Regions from separate parts of the Sus scrofa genome. Here region 2 is linked to region 1. The links are chromatin contacts, called in public HiChIP or PLAC-seq maps. All regions are on one chromosome and are shown on one strand. Each heading gives the region's core, a stretch centred on a gene start, on an enhancer-like site or on the middle of the called end of the contact. The rest is flanking DNA. Distances are from core to core; before and after follow the strand shown.

Region 1 (5,520 bases), core at 528-3,027:
CCTAATCCGGAGAACGACATTCGGCGACCCTCTGGAGCCGGCTCTGCGCCAGGAGGCCGCACCTGATCACCCACAGGACCGATCCCAAAGACAGTCTCCAGTAGGGAATTATGACGGGCTCCTGGTGAAAATATCTTGGGAGCCCACCCTCTTTGGACCTGGGCCTTGGTGTAGGGGCGCTGATGAAAGAAGCGCCAGAGGAGGCCGGGTCTCCGTAGATCCCACCTGGCCGTGGCGCGGCTTGCGCACAAGAGCCCAAGAAAGTCACCAAAGCGCCCCCTCAATTCGAATCTGCAGCCTCGGAGGTTCGCACCCCCTTCCTCTATGCCAGCTCGCCGCGCGCGGCTCAGTGTCACCCAAACTAGAAGCTACCTAAACGGGAGCGCTGCCTGCTGTGCCCAAGAACCCCCCCTCCCGCCCCCAAGCAGCCCCTTCCCCATTCGCAAAGAACGTCACCGCGCGTCCGCAGGGTTCTCGAGGAATCCGGTGTCCGGGTGGGAGGGAAGGAGAGGAGAGAGGGCTGGGGGGCAGCAAAAGCCACTCCCGGGACTCGGGCTGGGAAGGAACAGTGCCCAGGGCAGGGATGTGGGGGTAGAGAAAGGGAGCAAGCCCTACGCCTTCCAAAGTTTGAGAAGAGGTGCACCGCCAAGGGCCAGCTTTCCGGGTCCCCTTTCTTCCCCGTCCCCAAATCCGGGTCAGGGGTTCATCGCCGCGCTCTTCCCCCCTTCAGCTGCGGCGTGGCTTCCTCCCCACCCCCAAATCCCCCGGCCCCAAGTCCTCCAACCCCGGCAAAGGGCCTGGGCGAGGGTCCTTACCTCGGCATTGACTTCTGCGTCCTCCGCCACTGCGCAGGGGCCCAGGCAGCTCAGAAGCACCAGCAGCAGCTGTAGCAGTCGCGGCCGCTCAGCCGCCTCCCGGCCGCTAAGAAGACTGCTTGCCCAGCCCGGCCGTGCGGGCGCGCTCCGGTCGCTGCCCATGCCCTCAGCGCCCAGCCTGGCCCAGAGCGCTGCCCGCGGGGCTCTCTCGCTCGCCGGCGCCGGGTCCCCGCACGCGGCTAGGAAACTTGCGACGCTCCCTGGTTCCCCGCCCGGCGGGAGCGCGGCAGACCAACTGATAGCCGTCGCCGCCGGAGCCGCTTAGGTCTCCTCGGCAAATTCCCACGGCCAAGGAGAAGCGGGCCGGGCCGGTCCGGGCACACGGAACCGGCCCACGGGGGAGAGAGTGGGCCAGAGCCGCCCGCCTCGGGGTCCTGCAGCCTCAGCGCCTGGGGCCCGGCTCCCAAGAGCAAGCGCAGCTCCCTGAGCCTTTGTCTCAGCGCTCCGGCCGCCCGAACCCGCGGCGCCCCCCGCGCGCCCAGCCCCTTCTGTCCATGCCCGGGCCGGGCGCTGCCCAGAACGCGCGCCCCCCGCCCGTGGGTCCTGCTCTCCCGGCACCGAATGGGCCGGGGTGCCCGTGCAGGCCAGCGATGAGGCGCAGGGAACCGGTCGGTGCTAGAGAGCGAGCCAGGGAGCCGGCGCCCGACGTTCCCGGCGAATTCCGCGCAGCTCCGGGCGCTCCCGACCCTCCTCCCCGCGATCCACGGCCGCCGCTCTTAAAGGGCCAGTGCAGAGTGCGCGCGGACCCAGGCGGGGGCTGGGGGCGGTACCTCAGCCAGAGGCTTCTCAGCAGCAGGTGCGGGCGGTGGAGCCAGACAGGCGGCCCTTATACTCTTCCCATACGGCGAGAATGCTCCTCAACCCGCCCCCGTCACTCCAATCCCTGCTTTGGGGGAGCCGGGTTGACCCCCAAGCGGCCCGCCCAACAGAGGGAGGGGCAAGAAGGAATGAGGACGCCTCTTTCTCCCGTGTAGTGGGTGGGTGGTGGTGATACTGAGGCAGCAGTGGCAGGAAGGAGGGCCGGAGGAGGAGGGACTTAAGTATCCTGTGGTCTTAGACTTAAAAAAAAAAAAAAAAAAAAAAAAAAGTAAACAAAGATTTAGAGATTCGTTGGCTTGAGGCCTCTTTTCAAAAGACTCTGGACCTTAGGGACTTTTCTCAGTCGCCAAATGAGGTGTTGGATACCTTGGGTGGACAGTGCTGTGCGACAGAGACGCAGTTGCCATCCTGGGTTGCCACGTACCTGCAGCACAGAGGTGGGCAAGTTACTTAATTTTTCTGAGCCTCCAAGTCCTTATCTTGGAGGATAAAGAACACAGGGCAAAGGGCTGGGGTGGGGCACGAAGTGTGCTTCAGTTTCCTGGTCTAGCACACATTAGGTGTCCAAGCAAAGAACCCTATTTTGTGCAAGTGAAACGTGACACCCACAGGGTGCTAGGCGGGGTGGGCAAAATTCCGGCAGAGCAGAGCTCTAAGAAGGGTTAGGTTTAACTCTATTCCAAGAGCAACTTGAGATCCGGTTGGTTCAGATGCTGAAGGCTTAAGACGGGAGGCCTGGGTCTAATGTCCTTGGAGGCTGCACGTCCAGACCAAGCGAAGACCAGGCCCAGCTGACTGGCAGCAGGGTCAGGAGGTGAAGGCCCTCCGAGGGAGGGAGGCAGGAGACCTTCCCTCTCCAGCACCACCTCCCAGCTCCGGAAACAGATGCTCTCCTTACCTGAGGGCGCATTTCTCCTAAAGTAAGCCCTCAGGTGGCTGGCAGGCCTCCTGTCCTGGAAATGCGCAGAGATCTGGCGGAGCAGAAAAGGCCTGTTCAGGGACCTGTCAAGTGATGAAAGCGCTCTGTTAAAGAGAACAGGCAAAAGTTAAAGTGGTGAAGATCGATTTTATTAAAAACAAAACCAAAAAAACTATTTCAGTAGAAACTCCTGTACAGAACTGGGTCTGATTTGAAATACAAACAGGAGAAGTGGGGATTTACTGCCAAGGGGCAAGAGGGGGGTGGGGGACAGAAAATTACTAAGAGACATCAAGTCGTGGGCAGGCGGGGGACTCTGGCTGAAGGCAGGTGAGAGTGATCCGATGTCCTCTAGGCCTGGGTGGGGATGCTGAGTTTGACTAGATATCAAGGGTGGGGAATTCAGCTAAACTGACCTTAGTAAGATTCTTGCTAAAACTGGGTTCTAGAAGGAAATACAGGAATGGGCCTTGTTGGGGAGAAGGTTCAAAGGAACCTGACTAAAATTCGGTCAAGCAGAGAACCTTTGTCAGTCTCCCCTTTTATTCCAGGGAAGAAGAGGCATTCTTCTTTCTTCTGATGAATATAGATCCGTTTTCACTTGGTTGCTTTTTATTGCTTTTCATTCATTTAGAACCAGCTGAATCGTCTGGTGAGACTTGATGATGGATGGATGATAACTGCTGAAGTATAGGACCCACAGACACTTGATGAGAGAACCACTTTGAAGATAAATGGAAAGATGAAGATTAGAGGCTGAACGGGTCCTTGTGCCCAACTTCGTAGACCTTCAGGGATCTACCAGAAGTCCCAGGACCTGTTGCACTTCCTCAGCGGGTGGTGTCAGCGTGTTAACAGATTTCTTCGTTCCCCTCTTGAACTCTTCCTGGCAGAGATGTCAGGTCGATTGCCGAGGACAAAGGTGCAGCAGTTTCTCCCGACCACTGTGCATGGGCCCCCTTCTTGGGACATATCGAGGTCGATGCAGTTACAGAGAACAGCGCGCTGGGATTCTCACTGTTGGTGAGTCACCAATTTGAGGCCAAGGTGATGTTATCTGGGGACGAGGCGAATTGCTTCAGTGATGAGCAGATGATTCTGTTATTGAGTCTAACTTCTTGAGCCAGGGGATAGATTTTTGGGGACAAACCTTTGCCTCAAAAGTAGTGGAGTCATGAATGGAACAGGCCCAATTCTGTCACTGGTTTCTCCAAAATTGGCCCAGTTCTGTAGCTGTTTTTTCCACATCGTCTCCCCAGGAATCAAAATCATCTTTGAGGGGATCTATGATGTTCTGGATATCTTTTGTTTCTATAGTGAGAGTGAGATGAACCTGAGGGAGTGGGCGATTGTTTTAGACATAGTTTAAGAGAGGAAGAAGATTGTGGCGGGTACTGTGAAATGAAGGGATTGCTAACATTGGCAAGGTAGCAAGATCTGGTCCAGCTGGCAGGTAATAGCCAATAAACTTAGGGGCCACAGACAAAACAAGAATCACCTGAGTTAGGGCCCATGCTCAAGAGTTATCCGAGGGCTGAGGGTAATCAAAGCATGTTCAGTTTGAGGGTGGGGAAAGGATCTGTTTGAAGATAGTCCCTGGGTGGTTGGGGTGGGTCCCGGAAATTGGTCGGGGAGGGGTAGTGGGATCATTTCTACTCATGTGAAGCCAGGGCATCTATAGCAGCTTGGGGCCTTTATGTTGAATTTAGCACCAGCCAGGTAAGTGTAATGATGAATGCCATTCTCAGAAAGTGGCCCGGGGTAAAATGACGATGGCAACAGACATGACCCTTGTGAAGACAGACTGGAATAGACTTGGGGGTTTTCTCACAATGGGGAATTGCACGGTTTAAAATGGTGGGTACGGGAGTTCCTGTCGTGGCGCAGTGGTTAATGAATCCGACTAGGAACCATGAGGTTGCGGGTTGGGTCCCTGCCCTTGCTCAGTGGGTTCAGGATCCGGCGTTGCTGTGAGCTGTGGTGTAGGTTGCAGACGCGGCTCGGATCTCGCGTTGCTGTGGCTCTGGCATAGGCCAGTGGCTACAGCTCCAATTAGACCCCTAGCCTGGGAACCTCCATATGCCGCGGGAGTGACCCAAAGAAATAGCAAAAAAAAAAAAAAGTAAAAAAAAAAATAAAATGGTGGGTACAGAGTTCCCGTTGTGGCACAGTGGTTAACGAATCCGACTAGGAACCATGAGGTTGCGGGTTCGATCTCTGGCCTTGCTCAGTGGGTTAAGAATCCGGCGTTGCCGTGAGCTGTGGTGTAGGTCGCAGACGTGGCTTGGATCCTGCATTGCTGTGGCTCTGGCATCGGCTAGCGGCTACAGCTCCGATTAGACTCCTTATGCCTCTGGAAGTGGCCCTGGAAAAAGCAAAAAGACAAAAAAAAAAAAAAAAAAAAATGGTGGGTGCAAAGAGAGGATGGATGCCAGCAAAATATGTTTCCTGATTGATCAAAGGGATCTGGGAAATGCCAGCTGGGGGCACAGGAAAGAGAGGAGGGTACCAATGGTCTGTGGCATGATGGGAAGTGGCAACGAGTTCAGCCCAAGCTTTTAAAGGTTCTGTGGGCAAAATAGTCTTGTTGAGAGGCAGGAGAAAGTGTGAGGAAGGAGCAGGAAATTTAGAGACAGAGAAATGAAGGTGGGAGTCATCCCAGGTGAGGAGAATTCACGGTGAAGGCTGAGAGTTATCGGGAGTTCCCTGTTGGCGTAGTGGTTAAGGACTCGGTGTTGTCACTGCTGGGGCTTGGGTTTGATCCCTTGCCCTGCAGGTGGTGGGCAAGGCCAAAAAAAAAAAAAAAAAGGAAAGAAAAAAAAGGCAGAGCGTTATTGTGGGAAGAGCAGGAGGGTGGTCTCCAGGCAAGTGGGAAGAATAAGAAACAGAGAAGACGAGGGGGAACCC
Region 2 (5,178 bases), core at 1,738-4,237, 52 kb before region 1:
CCCAGGTCTGGCCACAAGTGGGCCCGCTGGGGCGCTGGGCTGGGGGAGGCAGCTGTCCTTCACCTCCTTTCTTTCACCTCCGGCTCTTGGGAAAAAGGACTTCATTGCAGAGGAGAGGCTGCCATGGACTCGGGGGTGGGGCAGGCTTCTCCCTCCATGTCGGCGGCCCAGCCTCCAGCTTGGTGGGTGGGGGGTGGGGGTTCTCTGGTTCCATTCCGCACCCCTAATCCCTTGCAGCTGTTGTCCTTCCCAGGACAGACAGTTGTGTTGGAGGGAAGGGAAGTCGTTATTTTGAGTTGGTCAGTGGCTTCTGACCAGGAGAGGTGGATGGCTCTGTTGGGGCCTGGCAATCGGGTGGGCGAGCAGCAGCAGAAGCGAGCCTGTCTGGGAGGGCAGCTGGGACGATTAATTACAGGAGGTGTTGGGGAAGAGGACATGGCCTCGACAAGATGGGGGCGACAGAGGAGAGTGAGGGATGAGGGATGAAACAGGTCCCCAGTGGGGAAGGCAGAAAACAGCCGGTATCCTGAGTGTTGTCTGGATTGGGTGGAGAGGGTGGGGAAGGTGGACATAGCCTCCCCACATTGGCCCCTGTGTCACGGGAGGTCCCTGTAACCTCGACTGGGGCTGTTGGGGTGGGTTGTCTCTTACTGAATGAGCTGCCTGTAAAGGACTGGGCCGGCTCCTCCGAGTCCTCCCTCTTCCAGGCAGCACCCCCGACCCCAGCACCTCCCTCCCAGCAGAAAGCAAGTTTGATGGAGACCAGATCCTCTGGGGCATCTGCCCTTCCTGCCTGTGGGGTCATTGTAGGGCAATGGGATGAATGGCTGCACCCACTCTGGGCCTGGAAAAGCCAAGTGACCAGTGGTTAAGCCGTTCCCTGTAGGGCATGCCAGTGTCGGCTTGAATCCCGGCTCTACTGCTTACCAGCCCTGTGAGCTCAGGGGGTACAGTTCGCCTCCCTGAGCCTTCCCACTTTACAGAAAGAGGAAATGCAATAGCAACAAACACCTTGTAGGACTGTGGTAGGGATACGCTGAATGAGTGGACTTTGCTTAGGGTAGGACCCAGCACTGGGTGGGTGTTGTCATGGTGATTGTCATTGTCCTTGGTTCTTCATCCTTAGGGGTGTCAGCAAGGTTGGCCTTCTTGTGTCCTGGTCCAGGCGTGCCTCCCTGCTTAGAGGGGTTTCATGGAAAAGAGAAACGAAGAAATCTTCATCAGGGAGGAAGACGGAGGCTCCCAGAAACATGGGGCGGGGAGGAGCCATCAGACTGTGTGCCCCAGAGGACGGAGCCCATGTCCGTCAACTTCCCTGCTGTATCCGCAGCACTTAGGATTGTGCCTGGCATGGGTTCGGTGCTCAGAGCAAATATTTTGAATGAATAAATGAATGAATTTTTTAGTGAATCCTAGGTTGCCTTGAATGCGGACCGGACTCCCTGGCTGAAGGTGATTGGATGATGAATTCTTGGTCTGGTCAGTGACCCAGGGCACAGCTATCAGGCCCCTCTGTCTGGAATTTGAATAGGGAAATAGAGAAGGGGCACTTGGCAGCAGAGCTCAGGAAATGGAAGTGAGAAATAGGCCCAACAGAGCAGGATGGAGTCGGCCCTTCCAAGAGGGAAGCAACCCTGGGGGAGAAAGTGGTACCTCCTCCCTCTCTTGGGCATCCCTTCATCTCCCCAGCCACCTCAAGTGGCCAGAGCAGGGAGGGCCGTGATCCCTGGGGCCTGTCCCCCATCCTAGAGACCCTCAGCCATGAGCAGCTTATTCTCATTCACAGGCCCCCGACTGAGCAAACACTGAGCCTCTGCTGTGCATCAGCTATGGGGCTGAACCTCAGCCCTACAGAGTGGGTTCTACCACGGGTAAGAGTCCAGAGAGGAACTCATAGTCCCAGCTTCATGGGGGCAGGGGGAGAGCAAGCACCTTGGAGGGAGCTGTGTTTGCTGTTTGCCTGAGAGCTGAGGGATGGGTGCAGGTTGGCCAGGAAAAAGAAAGGGGTAGTTAGTTTCCAGGCAGAAGGGACAGCACAGGCAAAGAGAGAGCCTGGCCAGTTGGAGGAATTGCAAGAAGTTCTGTGTGTCTGGGCAGGGCTTGGTGAGAGATGGGGCGAGAGACCACACTGGATGGGGTCTCCACTCTGGGGTCAGAGCCTGCCTGTGCCATGGCATCCAACCAAACCCTGTGAGGGGCAGCTGCACTTGAGCGACTTGTTCTCAGAGCAGAGCCAAGTGCCAGGCCTGGGGCCAGATAGAGCCGGGCCCCATCCCCAGCTCCGCAGCTGGCTGGCTGCGAGACCCCAGGCAGCTCGCTGCTCCTCCCTGGGGCGACTTCCGCATCTGTACTGCAGAGGGCCCAGCTTTGGAGGTGGGTGGGAGGATGGAGGGGGCAAGAAGGCAGTCTGGAGGGGTCAGGCAGCCCCACGTTTGGCCTTTATAGGGAAGCCCCTTTTCCAGAGCCCATTGCTGGCATCACTCCAGGTCCTCGGATTAGGCCTGAAAGGGATGGATTCCAATGTCTCCTGGCTTGAGTGGCTTTGTTCTTCTCGGAGAGACTGTCCCCATCTATAGACCAGGCCCTGGGCCGCTTGGCCCTCCACTCCCTGCCAGGCCCTGGGCTGCCTGGCTTTTCAGGGACGGCTGACTCACAGCTTTGGCAGCCCCAAGCTCAGCCTTTTCTTCCAGCTGGGGGCCGAAGGGAACCAAGCCTTTCTCTGGAGTCCTTCCCACACCGGAACTTCCTGGCAGCTTCAGGCCTTTGCAGAGGGGTCTGCGCCTTCACAGTTTGGTCCCGGGAGCCCTTTCTGGAGTTCTCACCTGTGCTCCTCACAGATGCACCTGCTAAGCAGGTGTTACTGCCCCACTTTACAGGGGCTGAGGGAGGTGGGGAGCCCTAAGGTTCCGGAGGGAGTAGGAGCTCTGCCTGAGGCGATGAGGCTGGGCAGACCAGCCGGGAGGGAGGGGGAGGGGAGGAGCTGCTCCTCTCTTCTCACAGGGACAGAGCTCTGCTTGAGGACTTGGCATCAGGCCCCGGGCCAACCTGTAGGGGAAGGATCAGGCTGTCCGAACATTCCCTGAGGGCTGAGCCCTTCTTTCCTTGGGATCCTGCCAGGCTGGAGATCTGGTGTGTCAGGGTGGCTGTCTCCATAGGGAGCACATGGGTTAAAGGTATGGCTTTTGGAGTAAGACAGCCTTGAATCTGAATCCCAGTTCTAGTTCTTTGTCAATACGTAGCTTGAAGAGTTCCCTCCGTTCTCAGATGGAGAATCATTGTCCTGTGGGTAGGACATTGTCGTTCCCCACCCCCCGCCCGCCCGCAGGGCGGGAGAAAGGGGGAATGAAATCATCTCTCTGTTCATTTGAAGAAATAGTCATTGGGCACCTATTGTGTATCAGGTGGTGGGACATGAGATAAATGAAAAATGAATGTGTTTCCTCATCGAACTCACACTCAAAAACACAGATGCAACAAATGACACAGTAGGCTGCAAGGTGAGGAGCTGGGATAAGGGGAAGTAGAGCCAGCAGTGGGAGGCAGAGGGGAAGGGGTCAGAGTGAGCACCTTTGAGGTGATGAGAGAGTTCAGACATAGGGAACAGTGTTCTGGATGGAAGGAACAGCGTTGCAAAGTACCTGCATGGACTGTGCAGGTGACTCAAGCAGCAGTGAAAGCAGAGGGGGTGAGGGGTAGAGTGGATGAGAATGTGGTCAGCGATGTGTGGTGGGGATGGGGGCTGCCCCTCCTCTGTGACCAATTCCTCAGGAATTCACTCCTCTGCAGCTGTGAAACCCCACCTCCTCCTGCTGCCCTTTGTCTCCTTTCTCCTTTCCTGCCATCACATGGCCTCTTCCTCAGGTCCTTGGGCCCAGAGGCCTCCCCCAGTATGGCTTGTGACCCTCTTCCCCACAGGGCAGCCCCCACCCCAGCTGAGCTCCCTGCCTCTGCCTCCTGTTTGAGGAGGGTGCTGTGTCTGCTCTGGCCAGTTTCAGGGAGCATCACAAAGGCTCCTTTCACCAGAGGGCATTGTAGGGGGACTGGGAGGGGACGCGGTGCCCTCCTGCCTGTGGGCATAAAGACCCCCTTTCTCTTGTGCTGCGTCAGTCCTCTGTCTCTCTCTCTACTGGCAGGCAGAGGGGCCCCGTGCAGGGAGATTCTTGTCCTTCCTTTTAAAGTACTGGGGCCAGGCCAGACAATGACGGTGATTTATAGTTGCTGGGCCGCGGGGCTGCCTGCTGGGGTGGCATTGATTGGCCAGGAGTGCCTGGATGCAGAGAACCCTGCACCACTGGGTCTGGGGGTGTCTGCCTAGGACCCCACAGGGGGAGCCCTGACTTACCAGCTATTAAGTGAAAGGGTGCTGGTAATTTCAGACTCCTCCAGCTCTGCTGTGCTGGGCTGCTGCTTCAACTGGCCTCTGCTTGAGTCTGTTAGCTCTGGATTTCTCAGCCCCAACTCATGTCAGAACCCTTGCACTGCAGCTCCGACATTCTGTGCTGGACAGAAACCAGGAAGTGGGAGCACACAGGAGCCACAGGGATCATCGGAGGGGATGAGGGGGAGCTGGGGGAACAACTTAGAGGTATGATGCCCACATATGCCCGCAGAACAGCTGGATCTGTGGTGGGGAGTGCTAGAGAGCCGGAGAGAGAGGGATGGGGAGCGGGTGTGCAAAAGGAGGGAGAGAGAGGAGCCAGGAGAGAGGAACACACACACACAGGAACAAGAGAGAAATGATTCAGAGGAAAAGAGAGGGGGAAAGCAGGAGGGGGAGGGGGAGAATGGGAGAAAGAGGATGAAAGAGGTGGAGGCCAGAGCCAGGCGGAGCAGAAAGCAGAGCAGGTGAAACGCCAGAGGACTTCTCCCCAGTCCTCACTGACCTTCCCTCCCACTGCCCGCCCCACGCCTGCATCCCCACCCGAGGCCTCGCTGGCCGGGGAGGGAGGCAGGGGCATGGTGGGTGCTTGTCTGTCCTGCAGTGGGGATGATCTTGTTGGACGTAAGCAGGAACTCTTATTATTTATTTATTTATTTTTATGGCCACCCCTGCAGCATATGGAAGTTCCCGGGCAGGCATTGAATCCGAGTTGCAGCTCTGACCTGCACTGTAGATGTGGCAACACTGGACTGTTTAATCCACTGCACCGGGCCAGGGTTGACCTGAGCCTCTGCAGC

Evidence for each region. HiChIP or PLAC-seq counts read pairs in DNA pulled down with a chosen protein or histone mark.
Region 2: a contact with region 1 is called in an H3K27ac HiChIP or PLAC-seq map of skeletal muscle. The contact joins the enhancer-like site here to the promoter of MMP15 in region 1. A contact is called at or near these places in 1 of 5 promoter capture datasets (fetal skeletal muscle), 5 of 47 Hi-C or Micro-C datasets (embryonic fibroblasts, epiblast stem cells, liver and 2 more) and 1 of 2 datasets of contacts at active chromatin or transcription factors (skeletal muscle).

What each region holds. Positions count from the first base shown.
Region 1 is chr6:19,887,124-19,892,643 of Sscrofa11.1, reverse strand. MMP15 (matrix metalloproteinase-15) reads right to left here and starts at 1,777. Exons shown (of 10, transcript XM_021093941.1): 1 at 1,646-1,777.
Region 2 is chr6:19,941,095-19,946,272 of Sscrofa11.1, reverse strand. No RefSeq gene overlaps it. Among named protein-coding and RNA genes, the nearest start is that of CFAP20, 26 kb to the left of the region's middle. Within about 2 kb of position 2,987, at least 44 of the 83 cell types and tissues checked have an H3K27ac peak or open chromatin away from gene starts, as enhancers often do. A contact at or near this core is called in embryonic fibroblasts, epiblast stem cells, fetal skeletal muscle and 1 more, where this site is marked.